Regions from separate parts of the Ovis aries genome. Here region 2 is linked to region 1. A link is a contact called in public Hi-C data. All regions are on one chromosome and are shown on one strand. The core of a region is the stretch at or near the end of the contact, and the rest is flanking DNA. Distances in the headings are between cores, read along the strand shown.

Evidence for each region. A called contact is a pair of places that touch in the nucleus more often than the background predicts.
Region 2: a contact with region 1 is called in a Hi-C map of blood, with 2.0 times the contacts expected there. The contact joins the promoter of ANAPC15 here to the promoter of XNDC1N in region 1. A contact is called at or near these places in 2 of 16 Hi-C or Micro-C datasets (blood and hypothalamus).

What each region holds. Positions count from the first base shown.
Region 1 is chr15:50,281,167-50,286,939 of ARS-UI_Ramb_v3.0, forward strand. It overlaps XNDC1N (XRCC1 N-terminal domain containing 1, N-terminal like), which reads right to left and starts at 3,617. Exons shown (of 20, transcript XM_060399419.1): 1 at 3,340-3,617. It overlaps RNF121 (ring finger protein 121), which reads left to right and starts at 4,037. Exons shown (of 8, transcript XM_060399420.1): 1 at 4,037-4,105. The coding sequence starts at 4,101.
Region 2 is chr15:50,469,496-50,475,161 of ARS-UI_Ramb_v3.0, forward strand. ANAPC15 (anaphase promoting complex subunit 15) reads right to left here and starts at 1,505. Exons shown (of 5, transcript XM_042233183.1): 1 at 995-1,505. The coding sequence starts at 1,026. LOC132657823 (a long non-coding RNA gene) reads right to left here. Exons shown (of 2, transcript XR_009596531.1): 2 at 2,834-5,384. It also overlaps a transcript of TOMT not described here.

The DNA of each region.
Region 1 (5,773 bases), core at 2,367-4,866:
TCGATGATGAAATTCCAACAAAAGTGAAATAACTGGAATGCAATAGAGCAGCAAGTACAAAACATATATATATTATAAATAGAATTATTATACTATATATATTATATATATATAAACATGTGGATGTTGGATTTATATGAAGCTGAACCCTCAAGGCATGAACTATGCCTTAAATTATCCATCTTTACAACCCTAGATTCTCCCTAGCACATAGTAAAGAGGTACAACAAACATTCAACTAAATAAGGGATACAGATTGTTTTTTTTCCCTTCCCATAAAACGAATCTTCTTGGATTAAGTTACTTCTCTACTAGAGATCTTTAAGGGCTTGCTGACATACGCAAATCCCTTGCTTTATGATAGGCCTAAATTAACTTTAATTCAGTTTGACCCCTCAAAGCATCTACAACATAGATCTGTCCATTTCCTGGTTTATCTCCTACTATTCCTTTCAGCAGGGGATGTTTTACCGTAATTACTTATTTATTTAATCTTAAAAGTTCATGTGGGAACTTGTATTTTGTCTTTTGCTAAGCTTTTTATGGAAAAATTTAAATATATGCAAACACACACACATATATTAGTATAATGAACCCTAGTGCATCACCTAACTTCAACAATTCCTTGAGCAGAGAGAGGTGTTTTAAAGTTGTCGGAATGTCTTTAGATGGGATCTCTCTTCAAATATTTACCTGCCCTTTCACTCACGTTTCTTCACTCATATGGTCCCTGAAATGAGTCCATGACCTCGATATACTCATGTCATAATGCTCTTGTGTCCTTCCCATCAAGAAACCTTTTTCCCACCTCTGAGACTTTGTTCATGCCATTGTCTCTGCTTGGAATGCTCTTTACTTCTTTCGCTGACAAATCTAATGCATATTTGATGGCCACATGTCACCTCCACTCTGCTCAGCCCTCAAAGTGATAGCTCCCTCCTCTCAATTCTATATCACAATGATCTGCATATGTCTTTTGTCCCTTGACCAATTGTAAGCTCTTGGAAGACAGGCTTCATGTTTGTTTTATTTCTGTATCCTCATTAAGAGGGAGAAACACAGTTTCAGATTAACCAGTGTCCGCTGAATGAATGACCATAAGTATTAGGCTCCAAATGGTCAGCCGTCATGGAATGCTCAGAGTGAGGTAGCTGCTGTGACAGCAGTAACCAAAGTCTAATGAATACCGTTCTAAAGGTCATGGGTTACATTCAAGATGGTACCAAGGCTTCAAAAACAGAAGAGGTCAGAGTGAGTCCTGAGTCACCCCCCAGGCCTTTAGATTAACTAAAGCTGATTATTCTCATTATAGGAACTCACTGAACTTTCAACAATTTTTCTTACTCTCTGCTAGATACTGGAGACAGAAAAATAAATAAATAGATAGGGTCTCTGTTTTGGAGAAACTCCCAGTATACACCTGTGATTTGATGGAAAAACTCCACCATCTCTCATAACTAATATACACATCTGACTGAACCAGTCCCAACACTACACTCCAGGCTTGGGGACTCTGAAGCTGTCCATCTTAGATATTTTATTTAGCTAATATTTTGAGGAGGGGGGTGTCTAGCAGGTACCAGACATTGGACTAGGTTACACAGTGGTGAATAAGACATATACAATATTTTTTATGAAGATCACTATCTATCAAATTGCTTGTTCTCACGGGATTAAGTGCTTTCTGACTTCACTGCCCTTGCATACGCTGTTGTTCTTGGTTTTTTGGCACCAGCTTATTTATCCTGTGTGTACCTGCATTGAGCAGTGAGCTCTTTGAGGATATGGATTTTTGTCATGCTCATCATCTCCCACACTTCAGAGAGATGCTGGAACACAGTAGGCATAAATAAATAGCCACTGAAAAGAATACTTCTTAGGTCAATATAATTCAATCAGAATTGCGCAGAAGTTTCTGGCAAACACAACAAACTCATCAACCAATAATAGGCCACAAACTGCTACTGTTTTTAAATTTTAAATACTACAAGTCGGCAAGAAAAGGGCAAGCAGTCCAATATAAAACTAGGGAGACAATATAAACATACAATTCACATTAAGATAAAATCTGAATGATCAATACCCCATATAAAAAAGTGCTCAGCCTCACCGATAATAAGGAAAGTGCAAATACCTGTTTCTCTAAGACTGGAAAAAATAGAAAAGTCTACAGTATGAAGGAGTGGCAATAATATGGGGAAATGGGCTCTCTCATAAACACTTCCAGCACATCTTAATTCTGACTAGCTATATTTCAAGAATAGCCACCTGTCCTGGTTTACTTAAACAGTGCAGCTCTAGCTCCTGTGCATAAAAAGATACATGTAATGTTTCTAACAGCAAAAAGCATAAAACTCTAAAGTCCACTAGTTGAGGAATGGATGAATGAAATGTTCTATATCATATGGAATACTATATAACAGTTAAAAGGAATAAATTAGATGTAAATATATGTAAACATGGATAGACTGCCTCCTCCCAAAATAGTGAAAGAATAAGTTATAAAAAAAATAACTATACATAGAAAAATAGCACTTAGGTTCTTTACAAAAGGAAATGGAACAATACTTGTACTGCCCACTGAATACACACTATTTTTTTTTTTTCAACTGACTGGGAGAATACACAGCTAATTATAGGACTTGCTTCTAGGGAGAATGAAAGGGTAATGAATCCGATAGTAAAGGACACAGATAAATTCCACTTGTTTCATATTATCTTTCTTAAAAAATGAGTATGCAAATAGATTATGATGTCAATCGGTGTTTATAATATTCTTTGTACCCAGTTTCACATAATAAATATAATTCCCATTTTAAATAAATGTAGATGGTCCCAATGAAGTTGACGGTCAATCTAATAATAAGGTGAGCCCACAAGACATCCTAGCTCTATCTATGCTGTAGATTCAGCCGGGACCTCCGGGGGGCGGGGTGAAGTGTAAGCAGGGACCACAGACTTGAGACGTGTACTTCAGATGTACAATGCACAGAAAAAACAGGGTACTGGAAATGAGAAGAAAACTGTAAGCTGGGGTGCAGCATAGTGAATAGGCTGTACAGGGCGGGCATAAGGGTAGAAGCTGGGGACGCAGTGTGTGGGCACAGTAAAAAATTCGAAGATGTGCGAAGTGGATCCGGAGGCGTGAGAGCCTAAGAAGCAGTTTGGGGGCCGTGGAAGTCCGGCAAGACTCTTCAGCTCTCAGATTCCTGAGCCTAAGCCGCTACTTCCACCGCTGCTCGGAACGCGCTGTCCTGTCCACTTCCTTTATAGCCACCCTTCCTCCCTTTTGTCCTTTCTCCCCCCCCCCCCCCCATCGAAAACCCGAATGACCCTCACCCGGGATAACGGACTTCGAAGTGCCACCGCTGCCTTAGATCTTGGACCAAAAAAAAACCCAAAAACGTTCTCCCGCCAATTTTGTCCTCTAACCTCCGCCTTCTGACCCCAAGCACTACTCTTCCGCCTCCCGAAGCCCGGGAACAGGTTCTGGGGCCTCAAGAAGCCGCTGTTCCCGGAAACTGACTCCCACCAAGGTAAGAAGACACGTGCTTAGACAGAAAAGTACTTTCGGGTGGTTTCTATATATTTCACGCCTTGCAAATCCCCCGGAGAGACCGGACTTTAAACTTCCGGGTCAGTTTCTAGGCATTCTGGGAAATGTAGTCCTTAGTAGTCTCCACGCTTCCCAAGAGTTGCCCATTGAGGGAGCGTCGCAAAGTAGACAGCCTTGGGGCTCTTCTCTTTGGTTCTACACAGGCAAAAATTGGTGACATATTTGTACTGAAAATAATACAAGGCTAATTTCTCATTTGCCAAGATCCCTCCTCCGCCGCCGACGCTTAGAAGTACACGGAATCCACTCCTCCTTAACCTTTAAGTGGGTAGCAGGCAGACGGTCTCTTAGTTGCCTTCGGGTCTCTGCCTGTCTTGGTGCCCCGCCCCCTCTGCCGAAGCTTGTACAGCCGATTCGCTAGAAGCAGTTGAGCGGCGGAAGCAGCTGGCTCGCGCGGGGCCTGCGGGGAGGGGGAGAGCTGTGAAGATGGCGGCAGTGGTGGAGGTGGAGGTTGGAGCCGGTGCTGCCGGAGAACGGGAGCTGGATGAGGTGAGAAGAGTTGAGAATTGAGGAGAAGAAAGACTCAACCTGAAACTGAAGGGAAGGGAGGGGAGGTATCGGGAGTAGGGGTCCTAGGAGAGACGAGATCCTTAGAGGGAAGGAGCCAACTGGGGAGTGGGTGCGCGAAGAGGGAAATCTGAGGTACCCAGGACTCGGGGACTCGGAGGCAGTCATGGGGTAGAAGACTTGCAGCAACCTCAAGGGTGGAGGTGGAGGACAGAGAGAGAAGCCAGAGGGATGGGGGTGTTAAGATTTAGGATTAGTTGAGGGTCTTGGGGAGGACTAAAGGGCTGCCAGGTGGTTTGAGTTAGAGGGGCGTAGACTTCTGTGAGGGAAAGCTGGGTTTTCACTGAGGGAAAGGAAAGGACTGTCTGGGTTTGGAGTCGGGGCGGGGGACGCGGACCACGGAAGAGTGTTTATCTACTAGTATTTCAGGTTTGAGTTATTTTTTATGTAAGAGCGCTTTAAGTTCTAGAACTTTGTACATACTGTGGGCTCGATAGAGCTTTGGTCAACGGATGATAGAACGAACGGGTGAATGAACTATCGTATAGCGAAATGTATCCATTCACTCACTTAAACGTTTAAGTATCACCTTTGAGCGAAGCTCAGGGGTAGGTGCTAGGGACCTTCCCATAGAAGAACCCAAGGTATGGTGGTGGGAGACGCACAAGAAGTCTTTTCATCGGAGGTGTAACTGTGGCACTGAGAAGAGGGGACCAGTGCAGTTTGGGGTAGGCTTCTCAGAGGAGTCGAGTCTTAACGAATCAGCGATTCTCTCTCTTTCTTTTTCCCTCTTTCCTATTAGACTTATGAGTTTTTTGAGAGTGAGCTGTTGAGGGTGTATGTCTCTTTTACCTACGTAACAGGCATTTAACAACGGGTGTATTCAGTGACCAGTGGTCCTTGAAGGAAATCACTAGGAGGAAGGAGACATTGAGTTTGAAGGGAATGAAGGGACAGCGCTGAGAAGCAGAGAGAGAAGGTGAGAAAGGAAAGGGAAAAGATTCCGAGGCCAAAGGTACATTCATGGCTAGGGGTGCCTGTGGTCTTGCCCATGACAGCATATGGACAGCAGGGAGGAGTAGGAGAAAGGGGTTTGATTGTTAGGGATGGAACCAGTGGGATGTCTGAGGGATCAGTTTCTTAGAGGCCTTGGCTGGGTGGGAGTGTGGGGTGGGGATTGGGGATGAGGCCCAGAGAAAGGGAGTAGAAGTGGACTTGAGAAGCAAAGCCTGTTGTTTGGTGGTGGGATGACTTGGAGGTTTTGGTTTACCTGGTTGAGAACATTAAGATGGGGAGAGGAGACTGAGAAACTGACAAGTGGTCAGAGCAGGGAGAGATTTTTAAAGAACCATTTTAGACCCGTATCTTTCAGTCACTAAAGACTACGCATGTTTGGATACCACTTGATTGGTGAAGTGGAGTAGTTGTGGAAATGACTTCCAAGCCCCTTTCAGCTTTAAGTTTCTGTGATTATGGTTGGCTGTAGTGCAGTGAGATATATTTGAAAGTGCCTTATAAAAGTAAATAATATGTTTTGGTTATTACACATGCTTTGTTAATCATGGCCTCCTTTGAGCAGGGGGGGGGGGGGGAGCTGATTTCAGCTACATGTACCAGGGTTCATTGAGATAAAGAGCAAATGTTTTGGCA
Region 2 (5,666 bases), core at 255-2,754, 190 kb after region 1:
ATTTGCTGACATTTTGACTTGGGGATTGGATGGAGTGGACAGTGGCAGAGACGCACTCCTACCCTGTGGGAATCAGACAGACCTGGGTTTGAGTCCTGGCTCCACCACTTACTAGCTATTTGACCTCCGCCAAGTCACTTAACCTCTGAGCCTCAGCTTCCTCATCTGTAAAATGGGACAATAACAATTATACCACCCTCATCATTATTCTTGGAGAAGGAAATAGCAACCCACTCCAGTATTCATGCCTGGAAAATCCCACGGAGCGAGGAGCCTGCGGGGCTGCAGTCCATGGGATCGCAATGAGTCGGACACGACTGAGCGACTTCACTTCACCATTATTCTAACAATTAGTAATTTACTTTATGGATAAGTAAAGCTGTTTGTAAGCTGTTCAAGAAAGGAAGAGAATGAAAGCCAAATGTAGAGAGAGGAAACCAGAATGCAGACTGGCATTACAAAATTCAAAATTAAAGATGGCAGGACTCTACTGAAACTACCTCTACCCCCTCCAAACACCAGACCTACTTTTTGCTCCTCCATGCTGACCCAGCCCACACATACCCAGTGTCAGAAATTTAGGACACGAACCACCTCTATAATGAACCACAGCCAAATTGGGGGGCAGGGAAGGGAGGTGTTACCACGTGTCAGTAAGACATTCTAAAGGCATGAGTAAATAAGTAGATGAAAGACTGAATAGATGAACTAACATGTGAGAGAATACATAAACTCAGCTCGGTTTAAACGGCTGAGGGAGCTGACAAGGAAGGTCCCAGAGAATCTGAATTAAAACTTTTCAGCTCACAGGAAAACTGAGGCCCAGCACAGGCAACGACTGGCTCTAGGTCACACGGTAAACTGGGGGGGAACGCTTGCGGGGAGTAGATCCAGGCCAGGCACGAGAGATGAAGAGAAAAGGATCTATGTCTAATTCTGTTCTTGCCCTAATTTATTTGACCAATCCGGGGCTAGGGGCTGCCCTTCCGTGTACCGCAGCTTCCCGGCGCTTCTAACAGGATCCATAACACCCCTCCCCCTCCCCCCGAAGTACTGAACGGCCAAAGAACGCGGCTCCGAAAGACCAACCCATCGTCGTAAAACCACCACCCATTCTCTGCTTATTATTATTATAATCGTGGAATTGACCAACAAGAAGGCAGGGGCGGGATTCGGACAGGCATTTGCCCTTATAGGGTCGCTAATCGGAAGGGAGGGTAAGGCCAATTAACTGGAAGAAATGCTGAGTGACTGGAAGTGGTACCAATGAGTGACGGGTCTTGTGTGACGGGGTGGGGCTTACTCTCGAGGAAGCGGCCAATGAGTTGGCGCGCTTTAATGTTAAGGGGAGTGTGAGCAGGCAGCTCCAGAGGAGTCGGATCAGAATAGGGTTTCTCTGGGGTAGGGAGGGAAGGAGGGACGAGGAGTCAGGAGCCGCAGCCTAGCTTCTGTACTTACCGCGCCGGGAGGCGGCAGCCGGCGACGACCCGGAAGCACTTATTTCTGCCTGACCGGAAGAGCCCGCCAGAACCAGGGACACACCAAACGCATGCGTGTTTGCTCTTCTTTTGTTTCCCGCTCCCGCCCCGCCAGAGTGGAAGTGACGTTCCACATGTCGGTCACGTGCTGGGTGGAGATTTGGCGCGCCAGCTCTGTACCCGTGTAGCCCCGCCTCTCTCTCCCCAGGCCGGATTTTCTCGCCAATCCCTGCTGAAAAATAGGTGGCAGCGACCAGCGTTAGTACTAGGACTATTTGTTGTGCTGCGTACCAGGAAAATTCGTCTACTTCTACCTCAGAATCGCTGGGTGATTTTACCCCTCGCCGTTCCTGTCTGTCCTTTCTGTCCCTCAGTTTCCCGTTTTGGTGCATACATTCATTTATGTATGCCTTCAACGGAAATGTTTGGGTCCCTATTATATTCTGTATTCCAGGCCCTGCTAGAAGCGGGAGCTAAATCTAGGAACATGGTCCCTGCCCTCAAAGACCTCAGAGTCAAGTAGGGAAGCCAGACTCTGCTAACCTGCAGTGGACTCCCTGGTCTTTTTTGGGGGGTGGGGGTTGGGGGCGGGCGGAACGGGCAGCCCCAGGGAATGTGGGATCTTGTTCCCTGGCCAGGGATCCAACCAGCGCTCTCTGCATTGGAAGCGCTGACCGCCAGGGAAGTCCTTTCACTGGTCTCAAAATTGCCTTTCCAGGTCTGCATTCCAGATTTTGTAAGGGCTGGAGTGTTTACTCAGTCTCAGGCGCAGCATTCTACTACTGGGGAATTGAGCTGCCCTCTCCAGGTCTGGGCTAAATCCGCTTAGGGGTCAGCCTTGTCACATCTCTCCCACTCCTTTGCTGATGCCTTTATTCTAACCTGTCTGACTCAGCTTCCCCTTCAGAAATCATAATACATTCTGGCAACGGAAGTCCTTCAAACCCAGTGCCCATTAAGCTCCATCACGCACCAGCCCATTTCAAGGCCAGCAATCATCCATCATTTCACTACTGCCTTGACCCAATGTGTGCCTTTTAACAAATCCTTTTTCCATGTCTGGATTCTGTTTCCTCTTCTCCCCAGGCTTCTTCCTACCTTGGACTGATGTGAGAATTTGATGAGATAACATATTTAAGAGTTAGTGTACTGTGCATACGGACTTACATTGTTTCCAAGCAGTTCTGGTTGTTATAAAGTTTTTCATTAAAGAGTAAAATTTGCCCCTTGGAAATGTCCACTTTTTTTTTTTTTTGCATTCTTTCAACCAGTATCTACCGAGTACTTTATTACATGCCTGTCATTATTCTAAGTAAAGAATGTACAATAGTGAACAAAACAGAACAATAACAAAATCATGAAGAGACTCACGGTGCTTTCATTTTAATGAGAGAAATAAAAAGATAGTTTTAAGATTGCAGTAAATACTAAGGAGAAAAAATAAATCAGAGAAGTGGGAATAAAATGTTGATAGAGGAGATGTTTTATCTTAGAGGGTCAAGGAAAACCTTACTGGGAAGGTGATTGGAGTAAAAGTTCTGAAGAAAAAAAGACGGGCACTATTCTGATATTTACGGAAGAGCATCAAGGCAAGAGCAAGTGCAAAGAGCCTCCAATGGCTGGAGCGAAGTGTTTTATGGAGAGAAGGGGAGAAGATAAGGATAGGGATAGGAGCCAGAGAGGACTGCTTCACAGATCACAATAGCACTTTGGCTTTTACCCCATGTTCAGGATCCCTTGAAGGGTTATGAGCAGAGGATCCACACAACCTGATTACATTTTAATAGAGTTACTCTGGCAATTTTATAAAGAGAAATTCAGTTGGGGATAGTGGCAGAAGCAGGAAAAGACATGAGAGGTGCTGGTTTGGGGGAAAACATCTGGAGTCATTTTTGAGTTTGAGATGTCCTTTAGGGATGTTGAGGGAGTGGGAGGGGAAATAGTTCTGAAGGTGGAGGGAGACACCAAGACTGGAAATAGCAGTTTTAAGAGTCATCAGCACATGATTGGTGTTTAAAGCCACCAAAGGAGTGAGTGTAGATGAAAGAACATTTCCTTCAAAATTCAGAATTTTGAGGAAACTAGGAAAAGCAGAAAACTAGACTGAGAAGGGCCAAAAAGATAAGCAGAAACCCAGGTAAGTTGGGTGGCATCCTGGAAGCCAAGTAAAGAAAGGGGTATTGGGAGGAGGTAGTGCTACACTGTACTGGGGTTCTGTATAAAATTATTTCTGTTTCCTCAGCAGACCATGAGCTTCTTGAGGGCAGACACTGAGTGGTTTCTAAATCCTCAGAACCCAATCTGACCTCTCCCTTCTTTTCGATCCCTTATCTCTCCTTCAGTGTTCCCATCAGTTGCTCCTTCTGCTTCTTAATTTAGTTACAAGGTCCCCATGCCTGGCACTTGTTACCTCCATCCTTCCTGATGGCTCTGGTCTGATGGAAATTCCCCATTAACAGACAGTTTCTTACCTAGATCCTCAGCCAGGTTCAACAAGCCATGGTGGCTAGGGGAAGGGGGAAAAGGAGAAGGAAGAGTGGAAATTTGATGTGATACACTATTTTTGGCTCAGGAAACTGAGTCAACGATGGTGCCATTTGCTTTACATTCATTATCCACTATTTATCCTTGCCAAGTGTTTGACTCTTCATTTCATTTCAAGGATGATAAACTAAGACTCTAAGGGAATTTCCTGATGGTCCGGTGCTTAGAACTCCATGCTTTAACTGCCAAGGGCTCAATCCCTGGTTGGGGAACTGCAGGATCCTGCAAGCCTCAAGGTACAGACAAATAAATAAATAGAGACTCTGAGAGTTTAAAAATTCGCCTCCTGGTCCTTCACTTGTTCCACTGTTTGATCAATATTGTTTGAGTGCCAGCTGAGTTCTAGACACCTTGATAGGCCCTGAGGACAAAGAGATGAAGTAGAAATAATCCATGTTCTAGAGAAAAATACAGTCTAGTGAAAACTAAGATAGTTATAGACAATTATAGGAGACAGTAGTCAACATTAAAATTAGTGTATAAGGAGAGTGTTATAGGAGCGCAGAGGAAGGAGAGATGAATGGGTTCTGGATAAAATGAGTTTAGATTTTGTTTGAGGAAAGGAAACATTTGAATGGGCCTTGAGGGATGAATAGGAATTTACCTGCTAGACAAGTTGGAGAAGGGGATGCACAAAAAGGCATATTGCATGCTAATGCATGGAGTTAAAATCAGATGATGTATTGGAGAATAATGAGAAAATTTTTACAGTGAACTAGGTGTCTAGGGATAGAAAGAGATGAGAAAGAATGTTAGGGGGACTCTAATGGCATAGGGCTTTGGTGGATAGAGTGGATGGGATGAGAGTCAGGCATCCTGGGATTTATCTTGGCTCTATGACTGACTTCTGGAGACCCCAGGCAAGTCCTTCCCCATCCCTCCGCTTTCATTTTCTCTAGCGTAATATCCAAGCCATGTCTCCAGCTCTGGTGTGAGTCCCTGTAAGGCACTAACCTGAGCAGACCCTTTCTCTCTCTCTGTTTTTTTTTTTTTTTGGCTGTGTCGTAGGGCATGTGAGATCTTAGTTCCCAGATCAGGGATCACACCCACGTCCCCTGCATTGAAAGGTGGATTCTTAACCACTGGATTTTCAGGGAAGCCCCCAACCTGGTCCTTTCTGTCTTCAGATGTTACCTGCTCCTTCATTGGGTTTTACACAAACCAGGGCCTGGGCTGAAAGCAGAAGGCAGCATGGAGATAGGTATTTCCCAACAGTCAGAAATAAATCCAAAGCCGCAGGCTGGAGTGATAAGTCCATGGCTCTATGCAGAGAATTCTCCAGGATCCAGGATGGTTTATAGCTGAGTAGTGTGAATTCACTGCTAGTGAGAGCTGCTTCCATGGTCCTTGAGGAGTATGGCCCTAGTAGAGGACAGAGGAAAATATCACAATCACCATCTTTTATGTATTCCAAGGGATAGTTGGTCTCTAAAGAGCTTTCACACCTGTCATTTCCTCTTATTCTCACCCCAGTCCTGGAAATCCTGCTCCCAGTTAGCTAGCATATGAGGAATATGAGGTTCCGAAAAGTGAAGTGACTTTTCCAAACTGAAGCCATTACTCAAGAAGGTCAATCTTGCATTCGCTCTACAAAGCTTTCTTATTAGCCAGTCTGTGCTTAGTGATGGGGACTCACAGAGGAGT